Regions from separate parts of the Mus musculus genome. Here region 1 is linked to region 2. Evidence: chromatin contacts called from public capture Hi-C data. All regions are on one chromosome and are shown on one strand. Each heading gives the region's core, a stretch centred on a gene start, on an enhancer-like site or on the middle of the called end of the contact. The rest is flanking DNA. Distances are from core to core; before and after follow the strand shown.

Region 1 (5,265 bases), core at 1,408-3,907, 410 kb before region 2:
CAGCTGTGAACCATCTGGAGAAAAAACTGCCTTGGATGCTTGTGGGTGAGGTGAAAGAAAGAAAGAAAGAGAGAGAGAGAGAGAGAGAGAGAGAGAGAGAGAGAGAGAGAGAGAGAAAAGAAAGAAAGAAAAGAAAGAAAGAGAAAGAAAGAAAGAAAGAAAGAAAGAAAGAAAGAAAGAAAGAAAGAAAGGAAGGAAGGAAGGAAGGAAGGAAGGAAGGAAGGAAGGAAGGGGAAAGGAAAGGAAAGGAAAGGAAAGGAAAGGAAAGGAAAGGAAAGGAAAGGAAAGGAAAGGAAAAGGAAAGGAAAAAGCTAAGAGTACTGTAACAAATGAGTTATAGGAGAGAGATCTACTTTTGGTATCCCCCTACCTTGTAATCTAGAAATGTATTGATGCATAACTGTCTTTTGTTCAGTGACAACAAAGCTAATGTGACCTCACTACAGAGGAACACCTGTCACCCAGTGTCTCTAGGTTACATTCTCGAAAAATAAACTGTGCTTGTTTCTTTCAAAACAGGATTATTCTTTTACAGCAATTGTGTTTAGATTTAATTCACTTTTACATATTCTCTCATGTGTTTCCTGAAATCACCGGACAGAGTAGTTGGCCTTATCCAAAAATTCCTAATTTTTTTTAACATAGTAACTGGACTTCAGATGAAATTCTCAAAGATAATTTATAAGACCACCTGGCTCTAAGTGGAAGCTTAGTTAGGGTCCTCTACCACTTCTTAGGTTCTCATTTATTTTGTTTTATGTGTATAAATGTTTGCCTGTGTGTGTGTGTGTGTGTGTGTGTGTGTGTGTGTGTGTTTGTGCCTGGTACTAGAGAAAGCCAGCAGAGGGCATTGGATCTCTCGGGATTGGAGTTACAGGCCATTGTGAGTGTTGGGAACCCAGGTCCTCTAGGAGAGCAGAGAGTGCTCAGAACAGCTGAGTCACCTCTCTAGCCCCATGCTTGGATCTTCTCAGTCTTTTCATGAACTGTGGTTTTTCTTACTTATCTGTAGTTGACCATTCAACAATAACAGAGTACAGAAAGGCAGGCAGATAGCGGGGTTTAATTTGTTTCTGTGTCGTTGTTTGTTTTGTTAATGGTGGGATGAGGTGAGGTCTCACTCTGTAGCTCTGGCTGGCCTGGCACTTGCTCTGTATCCCAGGCTACCATTGAATTTGTAGCATTCCTCTTGACTCCATCCTGAGTGCTTGAAATACAGGTGTATGCCACCACATTCGACTTGCAATACTGTCCTATCCTATGAAAAGTCCCCAATTTGAGTTGAAAAGGGGACCACCCCTGTGTGTCAAATGTACTTGCTAGTCTCTGATGATTCTTTGACTTTTTCTTTTTAATTTGCATTGGTGTTTTGCCTGCATGTATGCCTCTTCGAGGATGTCAGATTTCCTGGAACTGGAGTTACAGAAGTTATGAGCTGTCATGTAGGTGCTGGGAATTGACCCTGGGTCTTCTGGAAGAGCAGTCAGTGCTCCCAACTTCTGAGCCATCTCTCCGTTTTTGTTTTTAAATGAAGAAAGAGAATCTTAAGACCAAAAAACAAGCCGGGCGTGGTGGCGCATGCCTTTAATCCCAGCACTCGGGAGGCAGAGGCAGGTGGATTTCTGAGTTCGAGGCCAGCCTGGTCTACAAAGTGAGTTCCAGGACAGCCCGGGATATACAGAGAAACCCTGTCTCAAAAAAAACAAAACAAAACCAAAAAAAAAAAAAAAAAAAGACCAAAAAATAATGCCAGGGATGGTGGCTCAAACCCATAATTCCAATATTTGGGACACTGGGGTAGAAGAATTGTCATAGGTTTGAAGGCAACCTGGGCTACACAATTAGCCTTAGACTAGCCTTGGCTACACAGTAAGATCCTATTCCAAAAATAAAAACAAGACCATTAAAAAAAAAAAAAGCCAAAAACATTAAGCTGGGCAGTGGTGGCACACGCCTTTAATCCCAGCACTGTGGAGGCAGAGGCAGGCAGATTTCAGAGTTTGAGGCCAGCCTGGTCTACAAAGTGAGTTCCAGGACAGCCAGGGCTACACAGAGAAACCCTTTCTCAAAAACAAAAAACAAAAAAAACAAACAAAACAAAACAAAACAAAAAACACATGAATTTTATGTTTGTTTTTGCTTGTTTAGACAGGGTTTCTCTGTGTTGTCCTGGCTGCTCTGGAACTTGTTCTGTAGACAAGGTTGGCCTCAAACACAGAGATCTGCCTCTGTCCCTGCCCCTGCCTCGTCCCTCCATGTGCTAAGATGTCCCACTATGTCTGGCTAAACGTCTGTGAATCTTAACACTTAGAACTGGCATGTTACTTTTTTAAGAATTAAATTTATTTTCTTTCATGTATACAAATGCTTGTCTGCATGTGCCTGGTGCCCTTGGAGTCAGAAGAGAGCACCATACCCTCTGGACCTGGAGTTACAGAGAGCTGTGACAGTGTTTGTGAGCCACTATGGAACTATCCTTGAGACCAGAAAGAGTGAGGTTAGTGTTTATTCTCCGAGGCCTCTCTCTTGGATTACTTTGGGCTAACGTCCTGTGCCAGAAGGACAAGCTTATTTGGAGACATCTGTGTGCCCAGGGCAGCCTTCCTCTTAGGTTCTAGTAGCAAGCAATGTCCTCCACTCGGAGGTGAGGGCCACTGTTCCTGCTTGAGCTTGAGGTTCCTCCACGCCCATGCAAATGACCTCCTGTTAAACAACTGTCACCATGCCTACTTGCCTATGTCTTCATTTCCTGCTTGTTCTCTGGCCAACTCATCTGGGAAGTTAGCCAAAAGAAATGTCCCTGGATATTTTTCTTGCTCTTTCTTTTCCTTCCTTCTCTTCCTTTCTTACCCTGCCCTCCTCTCCTTCCTTCCCTTCTCCCTCATCTCTTTCTTTTCTCTCTCTCTTTCTCTCTTGACCCAAGCCTGGCCTTGTACTCCTGATCCTCTCCCTCTATTTCCCAAGCAATGGGAGTACAGGCATGCTCTTCCACCCCTGGTATTTATAAGGAGCTGGGAATCCGATACATGGCAGAGTGATGGGGTGGTAGGATGCTAGGCCAGCATGTGAGAGGCCCTAAATTCAATCTCTAGTACTTACAAACAATCTAAAGAAGGAAAGCAAACAAAGTTGGCAACAGGCTTGACGAATCCCTGAGCAGGTAAAACCAGCTAGTCTTCGGGCCGCCTAACGTGATCTCAACCTTTTGTGATTTGCAAACATGGTCAGCTCTTATTAATGCTGTAAAAAGGAAAAGGGCAGAAATTGCCTAGCATGGCGGCACATGCCTTTAATCTCAGCATTCAGGAGGAGGGGCAGGTGGATCTGTGTGAGAGTAAGGGTAGCCTGGTCTACAGAGTGAGTTCTAGGACAGCCTGGTCTAAAGAGTGATTTCTGGAACAATCAGGGCTACACAGAGAATCTCTGTTTTGAAAAACAAAAACAAAACAAAACAATTTAAACAAACAAACAAACAAAGGCAGAAGCAGAAACTGTGCCTCACATATATAAATAATCCTGGCACTCTGGAAGTCTGAAGCAGGAGGATTTCTACAAGTTTGAGGGCAGTCTGGGTTACATGGTGAGTTTGAGACCAGCATAGCAATGTTTCAGGTGAGTTTGAGTTACATAGTAATATTCTGTCTCAAGGAAATAAGTGTAAGTATACCTTAAATAAAAATTTAAAATTAAAAATAAAATAATAAAAAGTTTACCAGTAGTGAAGCAGTAATTCTTAGTACTAACATAATGTCCTCGGGTGTGCTGCCAATGTTCCTTGCAAATGTTCTTCCCAGCCCCTCCTCCTCCACAGAGCATCCTCTTCCCTTTTGGTCGGGCACATGACTATAAGTCATCATTTTGTAGGCCATGTGATTCTGAAATAAACATTTAGAAACCATCTGGAATTACAAGGATTTCCCAATCCTGGGAAAGTGAGGCAGGAAGATGATGAATTTAAAACCAGCTTTACTTGAAGAGCGAATTCAAAGTCAGATGTGCCTATGTGGGTCCCTGCCTCAAAAAGCCAAAATGAGGGCTGGGGAGACAGACAGCTCAGGAGAGGGCTGGGGAGACAGCTCAGGAGAGGGCTGGGGAAACAGACAGCTCAGGAGAGGGCTGGGGAGACAGCTCAGGAGAGGGCTGGGGAGACAGCTCAGGAGAGCACCTGAGTTCAATCCCTGGAACTCAAGTGAAAAAGAAAAAAATCAAGGCTATTTGACCACCCTGTAACCCCAGCACTGGGAGGCTGAGACAGGAGGAGCCCTATGGCCAGTCAGTCTACCCTAATTGTAAGCTCCAGGCCAATGAAGAGACCCTGTCTTAAAAAGTAAGGTGGGGTCTGGGGAGATGGCACAACAGTTATGAGTGTGTGTGTGTGTGTGTGTGTGTGTGTGTGTGTGTGTGCACATATATGTGCAGATGTGTGTGCCTGTCCTTGCATGTAGAGGGCAGGAAAAGTGTTGGAAGTTTTTCTCTTCAGTCCTTTAAGGCAGCTCCCATTCCTGAACACTTGGAGTTTATGTTCTAGGATAGGCTAAAGGGCAGCCAGTCCCAGGAATCCTCCTGCTTCTACCTCCCTAGCAGATAACTTTGAGCACATGCTTGTAGTTGCAGTGTCTAGAAGGCAGATGCAAGAAGATGGCAAGTTCAAGGCCAGCATGAGCTATATAGAAAAATCGTGCATGTGCACACGCACACACACATACATGCACACGCTCACACACACACAATCTTATACTTACAATCTCATATACACACACACAAAATCTCTCTTGTTTGTTTGTTTGTTTGTTTGTTTTGTTTGTTTCAAGACAGGGTTTCTCTGTGCAGCCCTGGCTGTCCTGGAACTCAGACTGGCCTGGAACTCAGAAATCTGCCTGCCTCTGCCTCCCAAGTGCTGGGATTAAAGGCATGCACCACAACTGCCCAGCCACACACAACACACACACAGTCAACACATATAAGCACACACACAATCTCTCACATACACACTCTTTCTCTCATACACATTCACACACATGTACACACTCATACACACACACACACACACACACACACACACACACACACACACACAGTTTTAGAGATAACTGTGCTGGTTACTTTTTTTTTGTTTGTTTGTTTGTTTTGTTTTTTCGAGACAGGGTTTCTCTGTGTAGCCCTGGCTATCCTGGAACTCACTTTGTAGACCAGGCTGGCCTGGAACTCAGAAATTCACCTGTTTCTGCCTCCTAAATGCTGGGATTAAAGGTGTGTACCACCACA
Region 2 (5,233 bases), core at 2,126-4,625:
TTAAAGTCTTGCTGACTTGATATTTAAATACTTACTCCTTAGTGCGCATGCACACACATGCACACACACAGAGCAGTATGCAGCCACACACCACAGACCTTGTATACAATAGTTGCTCCATAAGAATATATCACCTGGTGTCATCAAATAAACCCATTCTGTGGTGTTTGTATTATGTAATGATGCAATTGACCAATTAGACATTTCTCAAAATATATCTTCATCATTAGGAAATGTATGTCTATACTTAACGTTTCTTTGTCCTATCCCCATGTCTTTGGTAATTTTTATGTGTGTTTTAGTTAACATATTATTAATTGTATAAAATAATGGGTTGCATTACTTTTATCTGCCCTTGTGGTTTTGGTTTTTGTTTTGAGTCAAGGTCCTGCTGTATAGCCTTGCTTGCTCTGTAGGCTCCTGCTGGCCTCACTTAATATTTTTTCTGCCACGGTTTTCCCTAGTCCCACTTGCTTCTGCCTCGTGTGCTGGGATCAGAGGTGTATGCTGCTAGGCTCAATACCCTCCTTCTGTATCAGGCTACATTTTCTGTCTATGGCTGTTTCATAGCTTAGTTTTCAAAGCTTTAAGTGTTTAAGCTCATCTGAATAATTTTGACCTTTCCCTGCACTGACCGTTGTGTACTGTCATAGAAGATTCACTGGTATATGTTGCCTTGGCTGTTTTAGAGACGGGGCTCTTTCCCTGTGTGGTCCACAGTAGCCCTGTACTTGCAGTCCTCCTGCCCTACCCTACGGTAAACCAAGGTTACAAGTACACATCCTCCCATACCCAGCCACTGTGTGCGCGCGCGCGCGCGCGCGTGTGTGTGTGTGTGTGTGTGTGTGTGTGTGTCTGCATTTCTCTTTGATTCCATTCGAATGTGAGTATTTATACTAACTTGTTTATAAATAAAAGAACAGTGAAATGACTTTAGGGCTGGTGAGCTAGATCACAGGTACAGGTGCTGACTATAAAGGCTGGTGAGCTGAGTTAATCTCTGAGACCCATATGGTGAAGAGAGCTGACTCTTTAAAATGTCATTTTAAAGATGTATTTTAGCAGGGCGGTAGTAGTAAATATAAATACCTTTAATCCCAGCACTTGTGTGGCAGAAGCAGGTGGATCTCTGTGAGTTTGAGGACAGCCTGGTGTACAGAGAGAGTTCCAGGACAGCCAGAACTACACAGCAAAACCCTGTCTTGAAAAACAAAACAAACAAAAAGGTATTTTAATCTTTTCCAACCCATAATAAAATTATTAGATACAAACCTTAAAAACCTTATGCAACAAGTGCTTTACGGATTCAACCATCAGCCCCATTTTTTAAAAGGAATTTGTTTTATTTTTATTAATGTATGTTTGAGTATGTGTATTCATGTCTGTGTGCAAGTGTCATAGAAGTCAATGGAAGGTCTTAGATCCCCTGGAGCTGAAGTTACAGGAGGTTGTAAGCTGTTTAACATGGGTTCACAGAACTGAACTCTAGTCTTCTGAAAGAGAGCAAGCGCTCTTAAGCTGTGCCAGGTGTGGTGGGACACATTTTTAATCTCGGCACTTAGGAGACAGAGGTAAACAGGTCTCTGTAAGTTTGAGGTCAGATTGGGTCTACATGGAGAATTTGAGGCAGCCAGGGTTACATAGTGAGACCCTGTTTCAAGAAACAAAACCATCAGCCTCATTTTTTAAAAGGAATTTGTTTTATTTTTATTAATGTATGTTTGAGTATGTGTATTCATGTATGTGTGCAAGTGTCATAGAAGTCAATGGAAGGTCTTAGATCCCCTGGAAACAAAACAAAAAGAGTATTAAGTTAGAGTAAGCCAGACATGGTTAGGATACTACTGTAATCCAAACACTTAGGGGGTGATGCATAAAGACCCAACAGGTTTAGACAAGGTTGGGTTATACAGTAAGACCCCATCCAAAGTAATAGTAATAGTACTTGTGGGAGATACTGGGTTTGGTTTGGTTTGGTTTGGTTTTGGTTTTTTGAGACAGGGTAGCCCTGGCTGTACTGGATCTTACTCTATAGACTTGAATTCACAGAGGTCCACCTACCTCTGCTTCCCAAATGCTGGGATTAAAGACATGTGTCACCACTGTGTATTATTTATAATTATCTCAGACTGACAACTTTAGTATTATACTAACATTAGAACAAATTGTGGTATATTCGTACAATAGAATAACACATATCACTTTAGCAGTTTGGTTACTCCACATTCATTAACAGCGTGGAAGAAACACTAGATGTAATGTAGAGCTAACAATGCCAGACCTGCAAGAGGACATTCTGCAGTAATCCTGTTCTCATTAAGCTCAAAAATAGGAAAAGCTAAAACTGTAGCTCTAAACATTCAGGAGGGTAATTGCTCTGGTAAAAGACTGACTTCCTAGAGTAACGTTCTGTGTCTCATCTCAATGGTAATTAACACGTTTATTTTTTTATTGGGGGGGGGTTGGTGGTTTCAAGACAGGGTTAATCTGTGTAGCCCTGGCTGTCCTGGAACTCACTCTGTAGACCAGGCTGGCCTCGAACTCAGAAATTCACCTGCCTCTGCCTCCCAAGTGCTGGGATTAAAGGAGTGTGCCACCACGTGGTGGCGCATGCCCTTTTTTTTTTTTTTTTTTTTAAGATTGATTGATTGATTGATTGATTGATTGATTGATTTAATGTAAGTACACTGAAGCTGCCTTCAGACACTCCAGAAGAGGGCGCCAGATCTCGATACAGATGGTTGTGAGCCACCATATGGTTGCTGGGAATTGAACTCAGGACCTTCAGAAGAGCAGTCAGTGCTCTTAACCACTGAGCCATCTCTCCAGCCCCCACGCCTTTTATTTTTATAAAATCTATCAGAATGTATATTTTTAACGTGTATAGTGTACATTTGTTCTGTCTCCATTTAAAAAAGGAATCTGTATGAGCCAGGCATGATATCACACATTTTTAATCTCAGCACTCAGAAGGCAGAAGCAGGCAGATCTTTGTGACTTTTTTTTTTTTTTTTTTTTTGAGATCAGACTGGTCTGTGTAAAAAGATTCAGGATAGCCAGAGCTACATAGAGAGACTCTGCCTTTAAAAAAAAAAAAAAAAAAAAGAGTATATGTGTGGTATATACTTGTGTGCAGGCAAGTACATATACACCCCTGTATGTGTGCTGGGGGCCAGAGGAAGGCACCAGATATCCTGGCTCCATCACTTCAGCCCTGTTTCTTTTGACAGGAGGTGTGTCTGTGTGTGTGTGTCTGTCTGTCTCTCTCTCTCTCTCTCTCTCTCTCTCTGAATCTGGAGACTGGTGAACAGCAGGTCCCAGTGTACTCTGTCTTCCACAACACTAGGGTTGTGAATCTGCATGGCTTTGCTGGGCTTTCCCAGCCTGGGCTTTCCACTCTGTCTTGCTGCTTGCTCAGCAAGTTCTCTGACACACTGCCTTCCTCAGCTCAGCTCATGTACTTGAGTTTGGAAAATATTTGAACTGCCTGTTCCTATGCAAAAATAAATTTGGTGACACTTTACATCTGTATGCCATGGAAGCCTGATTGTGATTAACAGCTTCCTATTTTAGCACTTGAAATGTTTGTTCTTCATTGTAAATTACATATAACATTTTTTTTCATTTTTTTAAAGCAAAGCCTCACAATACCAGGATTACAGTGTATGCTACCACACATGCCCTGACATGATTTTTGCATATTTATATATTTATTTGTGCATGTACTTACTGTCAGGGAGGATGCATACAGCTTGCATGGCGAGATCAGGGAACAGCTTGTAAAGTTGGTTTCTCCTCCCATCATTTGGGTTCTTGGGACTCAAATGTAGGTTGTCTATTGGCCACAGTTCCCTTTATCCACTGAACTGTCTCACAGGCCTCATAGATTTTATTTTCAGGGGAAAAAAAACACCAATTTCTATTTAATATTTGAAGGTATAGTTTGGGTGAAGTGCCATGAAACTCTCTTTGTGCTAAGTTGAGGTTTGATCACTGATACTGGTTTAGGTGCTGTTTTTGCTATAGCCCACAATACCAAAATGCATTGTCCTTTGCATTCCAGAGCCTAACATATGTGTAACTGAAATAAATGTCTGTAGAAATAGTGTTGTAGCCTGTTCTCCTACTATAGCAGAATAGCAGAAACTGAGTAAATAAGACTTTATTTAGCTTACATGGTTCATGGGATGTTTGTGGCATATGGGCCATAGCCTGTGAAGGCCTCTTGTTGGATGACAATATGTTAGAGTGTATCATGGTAAAAGAGAAGGAGGGACCAAGTGTTTGGCCCTGCAGTTGTCTACATAACAGTAATACTATATGGGCAGAACAGGTTACATTTATATATTTAGGAATATAACTAAGAGTGTGTGTGTAAAACAAAGAAAATGAAGGCCATAAGTTTGAGAGACAGCAAGGGAAGATACATAGGAAGGATTAGAGGTAGGAAAGATGTAATTATATTTTAATTTCAAAAAATTTTTTAAAGAAAAGAGTACCTAGAGGTGATGGCACATGCCTTTAATCCCAGCACTGAGGAGGCAGAGGCAGGCAGCTCCGAGTTCAACACCAGCCTTGTCTACAGAGCCAGTTCCAGGACAGCCAAGGCTACACAGAGAAAGATACCCTGTCTTGGAAAAAAAATTGAAAGAAAGAAAGAAAGAAAGGAGTGGGAGCCAGTACAGCTGCCCCTTTTATGATTTTTCATTCACAAGGCAGTGTCTCCATGAGCTGATTACCTTTCAAAGATTGCTTTTCTCCACACTCTGCCATACAGACTGTTTCAACCTATAGCACATAGTATGTATTTGTATCATATGTGTAATCTTATAATTTTATTCTGTTCATTAAGGAGAGAATGCCAGGGCCAGGAGAGGTCACTCAAATGGTTATTTAAAACATTGGCTGCTGTTCCAGAAGACCTGGGTTCAGATTCCTAATACATACACAACAGCTCACAGCCATTAGTTAACTACAGTACCAGGGAATCTGATACCCTGTTCTGGCCTCTGTGAGCATCAGACACACATGTGGCATCCAATTAAAACACCCATGTTAAAAAATTTTTTTAAGTTGTTTTTTTTTTTAATAAAAAGATGCCCTTGTCACTAAATTTCACAAGGAAATTTAGTTTATTAGTTTAATGAAATCACACTAGATGATATAATAAATAAGAACAAAATCTGTATTTTTCAGATTTCTAGTTACAATCAGTTTTTCATCCCTTAAGTGT

What was found. Capture Hi-C pulls out chosen DNA fragments and counts their contacts.
Region 1: a contact with region 2 is called in a capture Hi-C map of bone marrow-derived macrophages, with 10 times the contacts expected there. The contact joins two enhancer-like sites. A contact is called at or near these places in 1 of 484 Hi-C or Micro-C datasets (cortical neurons), 3 of 115 datasets of contacts at active chromatin or transcription factors (large pre-B cells, microglia and pancreatic cancer cells) and 1 of 9 other capture datasets (bone marrow-derived macrophages).

What each region holds. Positions count from the first base shown.
Region 1 is chr11:87,024,138-87,029,402 of GRCm38.p6, reverse strand. No RefSeq gene overlaps it. Among named protein-coding and RNA genes, the nearest start is that of Ypel2, 33 kb to the right of the region's middle. Within about 2 kb of position 2,657, at least 91 of the 459 cell types and tissues checked have an H3K27ac peak or open chromatin away from gene starts, as enhancers often do. A contact at or near this core is called in bone marrow-derived macrophages, where this site is marked.
Region 2 is chr11:86,616,898-86,622,130 of GRCm38.p6, reverse strand. The region is part of intron 7 of Vmp1 (vacuole membrane protein 1); the gene reads left to right. Gm51914 (a long non-coding RNA gene) reads right to left here. Exons shown (of 3, transcript XR_003949749.1): 2 at 3,731-3,879; 3 at 1,689-1,785. Among named protein-coding and RNA genes, the nearest start is that of Gm51914, 6.1 kb to the right of the region's middle. Within about 2 kb of position 3,375, at least 11 of the 459 cell types and tissues checked have an H3K27ac peak or open chromatin away from gene starts, as enhancers often do. A contact at or near this core is called in bone marrow-derived macrophages, where this site is marked.